Regions from separate parts of the Sus scrofa genome. Here region 2 is linked to region 1. Evidence: chromatin contacts called from public Hi-C data. All regions are on one chromosome and are shown on one strand. Each heading gives the region's core, a stretch centred on a gene start, on an enhancer-like site or on the middle of the called end of the contact. The rest is flanking DNA. Distances are from core to core; before and after follow the strand shown.

What was found. Hi-C and Micro-C count contacts between places; a contact is called where the count stands out from the background.
Region 2: a Hi-C map of alveolar macrophages shows a contact between it and region 1, with 2.8 times the contacts expected there. The contact joins the promoter of RTN4RL1 here to the enhancer-like site in region 1. A contact is called at or near these places in 2 of 5 promoter capture datasets (fetal skeletal muscle and liver), 3 of 47 Hi-C or Micro-C datasets (alveolar macrophages, embryonic fibroblasts and epiblast stem cells) and 1 of 2 datasets of contacts at active chromatin or transcription factors (alveolar macrophages).

What each region holds. Positions count from the first base shown.
Region 1 is chr12:47,801,899-47,806,118 of Sscrofa11.1, forward strand. It overlaps SLC43A2 (large neutral amino acids transporter small subunit 4), which reads right to left. Exons shown (of 15, transcript XM_013990000.2): 10 at 2,211-2,222; 11 at 1,463-1,601. Among named protein-coding and RNA genes, the nearest start is that of PITPNA, 19 kb to the left of the region's middle. Within about 2 kb of position 2,458, at least 68 of the 83 cell types and tissues checked have an H3K27ac peak or open chromatin away from gene starts, as enhancers often do. A contact at or near this core is called in alveolar macrophages, embryonic fibroblasts, epiblast stem cells and 2 more, where this site is marked.
Region 2 is chr12:48,143,864-48,148,083 of Sscrofa11.1, forward strand. It overlaps RTN4RL1 (reticulon-4 receptor-like 1), which reads right to left and starts at 2,446. Exons shown (of 2, transcript XM_021067605.1): 1 at 1,985-2,446. DPH1 (2-(3-amino-3-carboxypropyl)histidine synthase subunit 1) reads left to right here and starts at 2,501. Exons shown (of 13, transcript XM_021067606.1): 1 at 2,501-2,632. The coding sequence starts at 2,569.

The sequences.
Region 1 (4,220 bases), core at 1,208-3,707:
CCTGCAGGGAGCTGACGAGAAGCCAGATGAGCCAAATGAGGGAGCGAGTGGGCTTCCCCTTGGGGGGTGGGCAGGGGTGAAGGCGAAGGGCGTGTGCTGCAAATGGGACTGGGCACGAACAGCCTTGTGGCGGGAGAACCTGACGCAGATAACAGAGCTGTCTCTGTAATCATTTCCTTGTGAACTCGCTATTACCGATTCAAGTCTCACCACCCACACAGACACCCTGCGGACAGCTGTGTGCCATCCAAGGACAGCCAAGGGCTCGGCGGAGGAGGGCAGGGAGGCCCGGGCCCGCCATGTCCTTACTATGTGGCCTCAGGCAGCCACTCAAATGCCTCGCTTCAGTTCCCTCATCTGTGAAATGGGTATAACTCCTCGAGTGCTGTGAGGCTTACCTGAGAAGTGGGCATTAAGTGCTTGGCACGGGGCCTGATTCAGCAAAGAATAGCTGAGTACACGAAGGTGGAGTCATGGAAGATGGCATTTAACTCATCCTCTGATCTTAGAGCCCAACCCTTCTGTAACCAGGGCTCCGGTGCCTTTTTTTTTGTTGTTCACGATCATGAACAAATCAATTAACACTTATTAAGGTTATAGCAGTTACACTCACACCCAGGGAGCAGACCCTGCAGGCAAACAGCTATTTGACTAAGGATCTGAGCTCTGTTTTTTGGTTTTTCCTGCTTTTTAGGGCTGAACCCATGGCATATGGAAGTTCCCAGGCTAGGGGTCGAATCAGGCCTAAAGCTGCCAGCCTACACCACAGCCAGAGCAACTCGGGATCCAAGCCGAATCGGTGACCTACACCAAGGCTCAAGGCAATGCTGAATCCATAACCCACTGAGTGAGGGATCGAACCCACAACCTCATGGATGGTAGTTGGATTCGCTTCCGCTGCAGCACCAGGGGACTCCCGCGCGAGGTCTTAAAAGCAGAAGAGTCTGACAGCCGGGGTCTGCACAGACCTTTCTCTGGCTTCTCCCCTTCTCCCTTCACCCTGGTGCTTCCCCAGCTTTCACATACCCAAGACGTGCCATACAGAAGTGACAAACCAAAGCGTGCGCTCCGCTGAGCCAGCGCCAGAGCAGCTCTGAGCACAGCCCTCTCGCTGCTCCTGCTGACTTTTTTTTAGGGCCACTCCCGCGGCATATGGAGGTTCCCAGGCCAGGGGTCGAATTGGAGCTGTAGCTGCCGGCCTATGGCAGAGCCACAGCAATGCAGGATCCGAGCCAAGTCTGTGACCTACGCCACAGCTCACGGCAACTCCGGATCCTTAACCCACGGAGCGAGGCCAGGCATTGAACCCGCAACCTCATGGAGCCTAGTTGGGTTTGTTAACCGCTGAGCCACGACAGGAACTCTTCCTGCTCCCTTTAAAACCTGCCATCAAGCCTGCTGCTGCCTCACACCCTACCCGGTGGGCTTCCCCTTGGGGGCCGGGGCGGCCCTGCCTACGCACTGGTTGGGGTCTTTCTCCTCGGGCTCCTCAGAGGCGTCTTCACACTCCTTCAGCCTCCAGTCCATGATGTAGCCGATGACAGGGGCCGTGAGCAGGCAGAGCAGCTGGAGCACCCCAAAGATGGAGGTGTAGAGGCCCACTGAGGGAAAAGACAGCCTGTGTCACGGGGGCGCGGGAGCTGCGGGGAGAGGCTGGGGCGCGCGCTGGGCCGAGTCCGCGACCCCCAAGCCCTGCCCGGGTCTTCCCCAGACCCCCTCTGATCCCTGTGGGTCACGAGGGCAGCCCGGAGAGCTTAACCTCTGAAATCAAAGCCAGAGCAAGGGGCAGGCCACCGTCTTCTTTGCTCCAACCCCCTCGCCTATTTCTAAGAAACAGCTAAAGAAATCCAGAATGTCACAACAGCCACCCCCAGAAGCCCCAGGAAGTCTCTGCGACTTGGGAACCACAAAATTACCAAGGACTGGGACAGAGGCTTTGTGTGTGACTGGCCATTAGTTTTCTGCCTCTAGAAACACACCAGGGAGGCACCACCCACAGGGCTCTGACGTCAGGGCTTCCATCTTCAAAGAGCCTTAAGTTACGATGGGATTTTCTCATGCAAATAAAAGCTGAAAGCTGGCGCCCCACCCCCACCCCCCAGTTCTGGCCACTAGGGCAGGGCGGGCGGTCTGGAGTTCAAGGAGAGGCAGTAGAACAGACTGGCTGGGAGGGGATGCTGTGTGCTCCCCAACAAGGCCCTCGGGCTTACCGGTAGCCATCACTGCACCAAGAAAGCAAAAGTGAAAAAGCAGAGAGGAGGGGGTTAGCAGCAGAAACGTCCAAGGCTGTGACGGAGTTGGGGCACCGGGACAGGCTAGCTCTGGGCCCAGGGCACAAGCTATTTCCCAGCGAGCCCCGATGCTCAGTGCACTGGGGGAGGCCGAGCTTGAGCCAGGCTTCTGGGAGTGGAGGCGGGAGAGGACCCGGCAGGGGTGTGTGCTGACGTCTTCCTGTCTGCTGGGGCCTCAGTCATGTGCAGCTGGTGCCTTGTCACAGGCGGGCTGGTGAATCAGGCCCGGGGTGCTTGCCGGGGACCGTGATGGGGAAGTGGCGTGGGCGCAGAAGACCTGGCAGAAGCAGGGCCGTGTGTGTGTGTGTGTGTGTGTGTGTGTGTGTGTGTGTGTGTGTGTGTGTGTGTGGTCAGCACAACTGCTCACAGGAGCAGGATGGGGAAAACCGATGCCGTGTCAGCTGTGGACCAAATTTCCTGGCCCAACTTCCTCTACTTGAAATTAACTTTTTTAAAGTGGGAAACAATTGGAAAAAATGCCTCTTGGGCAGCAAACGATTTCTCAGAGTAAAAGGCCCTGACTCAGCAGCAGGGAAATTTGCCTTCCAAGGGCCAGTGAGGGCCTTTCTGTGTTCAGCGGGCTCTCCACCTCTCTAGGCCTGAGGGTTTTTACAACAGGGGCCATTTAGACATGATAGACCGGCTTTCCCCTAAGTGTGGGGCACAGATTTTAACGAATGGTACATAATAGCAGGGTTCCTGGGTCCAAATTTAGGAAAAGATCATCGTACAAAACAAAGCTAAACCAGCAAACAAAAAACCAAAGCTCAATAGGTTATTTTTTTCCCTCTCTTCCTGTTTGCTACACATTTTTGCAAAGACACGTGATAGGGTTTCCCCATGTTGTCTTGGGTCCAATCCCCATTTTCAGCACAGAACCAGCACTGTCTGTGCTCCTTTGTCATCTTTCCGTTTGGTTAAGGCTGGGTTTCTTATTCTTTGTAAAAACTGTGTTTGAGGAGTTCCCGCTGTGGTATAATGGGATTGGCAGTGTCTCGGGAGGGCTGAGACTCGGATTCGATCCCTGGCCCCGCACAGTGGGTTAAGGATCTGGTGTTGTCACAGCTGCAGCTCAGGTCTCAACTGCAGCTCGGATCTGATCCCTGGCCTGGGAGCTCCGTACACCGCAGGGCAGCCAAAAAAGACAAAAAAAAAAAAAAAAAAAAAAAAAAACGACTTGATTCTTAGGATATCTCCCCATGGGGAAAACAATTCAACCAACCAAAAGCTGCACACCCATGAGACTGCCAATAAAAAGGATTTCCAGAATGTGTTTGTCCCGCTCAGGGATGACTAAAGCTGACTCAGCTCAGGCCCTGAGGAAGTACCGACTTTCTTTGTAGAATCAAAACCTCTAATCAGCTGAGGACCTTCTGTGCTCTTTTGGGAAAGTGGCATGTGAGTTATCAGTTCTGTTTACCAGAAGTAGCAAGCCTGGACTGGATTACACACACACAGACACACACACACACACACACACACACACACGCACACGCTCACATGAGGAAGGCTGCCCTGGCCTTGCTTCCCAGTTCAGAGCACAGATCCCAGGGCAGGCCCAGGTGCCCCAGGCTCCAGCTGCAGCTGCCGGGCCCCCACCTCGGCCCCCAGCCCCTCCACGCACCGCCCCTGCGGTTTCCCGGAGGATTCCTGGCGTGGGGTTGGCCTGATCGGCTTTCAACAAGCTCTCAGGTGGAGACCGCGTTCTGGGCAGCGTTTTCATTTACAAACACCACGTCAGCCGTCCCCTCCAGCAACGAAAAACACTGTTCCGCCCAAACGCAGGCAGTTATTTGAGTCCTCCCTCCCGCCTCAACCGGGAAACTCTGCAAGAACACTTGGGGCGGCTGTGATGACGCGGCTCTGACAGTCAGGCCCTTGGAGCCTGCCCTCTCCCGGCCCAGCCCGACACCCTCCAGCCGGCCGGGC
Region 2 (4,220 bases), core at 1,196-3,695, 340 kb after region 1:
AGGGAATCCAGGAATGCCAGGAAGAAAGAGTCATGTGACTCCTTCGAGAAAATTTTTTGGAGAAAAACTTGGCATGATAGGAAGGTCAAAAAAAAAAAAAAAAAAGGCCAATATCATTATCATTCATTCATTCCATCATCCATGCATTCAACCACACTGAGGCTTCGGCTTTGAGCTGACTACATAGGCTTGGACTTCCAGAACCTTATGATGCAGCAGAGAAAGAAAACCCCGCAAGCTATCTTCAAAAGTGATAGGAAGAGGTACACAGTATGGGAGGGGACTCTGCTAGCTGTGTAAAGGGATGAAAGACCACCCAGGAAGGCTTCACAGAAGAGGTGCCTTGAGGGCGGAGTTCGTGAGGCTGAAATGGGGAAAGGCCATTCCTGGCCAGAGAGAACGTTCAAGTGCTTGAGGGTGAAAAAGTAACCTTGTTCTGAAGATTAAGATTGGTCCATCTCGGGGTGAGAACAGAAGTGGAGGAGGCATTTTTTCAACCTCTACCAACTGCAGGGCTGGACTGAGCCACCCTTTCTGAGCTCTGCCAGGAAGACACTAGCTGAACTCGATGAGAGCTGCAGAGGCCCTCCACCAGTAAACCCATGCCAGGGAGGTTGAACACCTTGCCCAATGTCACACAGCAGATCAGTGCAAAGTGTGGGCCCGAATCAGGGTATGTTAATCCTCCTTCCACCTCCTCAAGCCGCCTCCCCATGACCCCCTGCCCCACAGTCTCCACTATCTTAGGCAAAGTTGGATGGGGCTGGGCGTGAGTGCGAGAAGCAGAGTTATTTCAGGCCTCAGGAGGGCTGGGTGCTGTTTTGGAGTCCAGCCAGGGGGTGGGGGTGACTGGAGGCGGGTGTTGTAGTGTAATGTGGGGGTGCACTGTGCTCGCCTTCTTGTCAGGCAGTAATTACTCAGACTGCTGAGTAACTCCGGCAGGGAGACCCCCACAGACAGATGGAGGTGTTCTTGGCAACCCCCATGTCCTGCACTGCAAGGTCTTGAGGGCACATGCTTATTTCCTAATGGGGGTCAGGGCAACTCATTCAGAACAGAGGCTGTGGGGCAATGTTATGAGGATGGGGGCCTTCTATCATTAACAGGCTCCACCTCTGCCTAGGGAAAGGCCCTAAGGGGTTCGGGGCCTGCTAAGGAGAAGCCGCTACTCTGCTGGAGCCAATCTTTCCCTCTTGGAACACACAGCTGCAGCCAGAGCGACAACTGTCCACAGGCTGGGCCTTAGGGTCCTGAATGGGGAGAGACTCGACTCAGATTGTTCCTGGAATTGAGATCCTGCACCCTGGTCCAGAGAACCTGGAGGAAATGGGAAAGTCCAGGCTGGACTCTTGTCAAGGTGACAGGGTGTTCCTTGGACCCATGTTGGCTACATTCCTGTCCAAAGCTGTGATTGTCCTAAGAGCATCAGTTGGTGGTCTGAGAGGCAGAGCACTGACCCCTTCTGGTCCTCCCCTTGGCTGCTCATTCCCAGCCTGCTCAGCCAGCCCTCCTCTCTGGGCAGCCTCCCAGGCAGGGCCTGTCCCTGGCTGCTTGTTTTTCACTTCTCCCTGCACCTTAATTAGGAGTTTCCAAGCAGGGAGGGCCTCCAGGGGAGCCTGAGGCCAGAGAGCTGCCTTAAAGGGCCAGATGTGCTCACACAGAGCAGAGAAAAAGATGGTGTGCCAGAGGGCTGGGTGGGCAAACAGCCCTGGGGGAACCTTGCTCTAGGGGGCAGACCTTGCTGCAAGCCAGTCCTGCAGGTACCCTGCTCCTCCAAAGGCCAAGTCTGTCTCGCTGGCTGTTCTGACTTCTCTTTGGGATCCCAGGAGCTCAGGCCCCTGATCAGGAGAAAGGCTACCAAGGCCTGAGAGGCAGCCTAGGCAGGGCAAACACTGGCCAGAATCTGGAAGGTTTAGGCAGTTGAGACCTTGGACTTCTGAACCCTCCCGGGAAAGCACCCTCAGGCCGGGGCGGGGGGTCTTACCCTGGTAGCAGTTTTTCACACGTGAACCTTTCACTCTGTGGGTTCTAAGGTGTAAGGAGCACCCCGGCGCTCCGGAAATCGGCACCAAGCTTCAACTTGGAACTGGCCCGGTGGCCGGTGAGTTCTGTCCTGTCCAGTCAGTGGGGTCCTCAGAGGCTGGGAATGCGCCCCTACCCACCGCCACCAGGGCCCATAACCGAGGAGACACGGAGGAGAGCTGAAGGAAGACCTGGTGGTATCCCCATTCACAAGACTCTGTCCGCAGAACTGGGCCAAAAAGTTGGCAAATAGAGGGGCACCATTCCGGGAGAGCCAGTTTCGGGCTGCCGGGAAGGAAGGGGAGGTGGGACAGAGTCGCCGAGAGCACGCAACAGCGGTGGTCGGGGACCACTAGGGGCTCCGGAGAGTCACGACCTTCGGAGCTGAGGCAGGGGCCCACTCTAGCCACGCCCCTATCTTTCTCCTTCACGGTCCCCGCCTCCCAAATCCCCGCCCGTCGCTGGCCGATCGGCGATCGATCGCGCTTGTCTGCGCTCTCAGCGTTCTTCTAGTGCTGTCTTTCTGGTCCCAACGTGGGCCAGGTGATGATGGCGGCGCTAGTTGCGGCCGAGGCCACAGAGCCCCGCGGCCGAAACGGCCCGGGCAGAGGTGGGTACTACACGGGTGCGGCCTCTGGACCTCGCATCTTGGCATAGGGTCCCCAAGTCAGGGACAGGACCAGCCCCCTTTAACGGCAGCGGCGCCTTTCTGCGCCAGACTCAGAAGGCCTCGCGGTCACTTCCTTCGGGCTGCTGTCGCTGGAGCCCAGGGGGACCGGCCCTTCTTTTGTAGCCGTAAGGCATGGTCAGGAGCAGCCCCTCCTAGGAGCTCGTAGTCCTCAAGCCGTAAACGCTGCCTCCCTGCCTTGGCGGGCAGACAGACGCTTGTAGACTCACGGATAGGACGGACCTGACAGGGAGGGAGGGAGCCAGGCATTCCCCTAGCGTGCCCTCGGAGAATGCTTCAGGGAAGAGGCGCAAGGTTTCATTCACCCGACCCTTGCAGCTGGCCTGTGCTAGGTGTATGGACTTGACTGCAGCCCTACCCTCAGGGATCTCTCGCAGTCTACGGAAGAATACTAACGTAAGCAGAAGGTTACAGCCAAGTGATAAAGGAGGAGGCGCCTACTGGCCCTTGGGACGAATTGAGCTGCTAGAATTAGCAGCTCCCACACCCCAGCAACACAAGGGACTTGAGCCTGTCAGAGGAGCTTCTGTGAGGGGCAGGAGTAGAGACACCGGCCCTTTGAGACAACTGAACAAAAATCATAGCAGTGGTAACCTTTAAATCTGGACTTAGAGTTCTAGCCTGCCATTCTAGTTCTCCACTGAACCATCACTACCACCACCCTTGCACCCACCCACCCCAGCCCCGGGCTGAAGTGTCAGGTCTGGCAGAATCCCTGGCAGAAGTTTAGGCATATAGTGCAGGCTCAATAAATAATTCGCTGAGGAGTTCCGTCGTGGTGCAGTGGTTAACGAATCCGACTAGGAACCATGAGGTTGCGGGTTCGAGCCCTGCCCTTGTTCAGTGGGTTAAGGATCCGGCGTTGCCGTGAGCTGTGGTGTAGTTCGAAGACAGGGCTTGGAGCCCGCGTTGCTGTGGCTGTGGCGTAGGACGGCGGCTGTAGTTCCGATTAGACCTCTAGCCTGGGAACCTCTATATGCCGCGGTTGCGGCCCTAGAAAAGGCAAAAAGACAAAATAAATAAATAAATAATAATAATAATAATAATAATTCGCTGAATAAATTCATTTCTCGCCTTGTCACATTCTAGAGCTGTCTGGTGCCTAAAGAGAGAACTGGGGATTGGGCTAAACTGAATTATGGGTAGTAGGATGCTGATTGAGGGCTGCAGCCTTGCTAAAGGTCTACAGTGTTTTTTTCTTTAATCAACGGATTGTCATTGTTTGGGTACCTGCATTTGTTCCCACTAGACTACTAGCCACTAATGGGCTGTCCTTTCCTGTTTGCCCATAGTTCTGACTAGCGTATATTCTCTCCATCTTTACTGGGGTGGGAGGTGGAGTAGAACCTTGGGACTTGGGGACTTATGTCAGTTAATTGTATAGTGTTTACTTCCCTTTTAAATGAGAGGGAACTATGTCTAGTCACTTAGGATGGAGCATGAGAATGTGAGAAAATAGAATGTGTACATGTATGTGTACATGTAACTGGGTCACCATGCTGTACAGTAG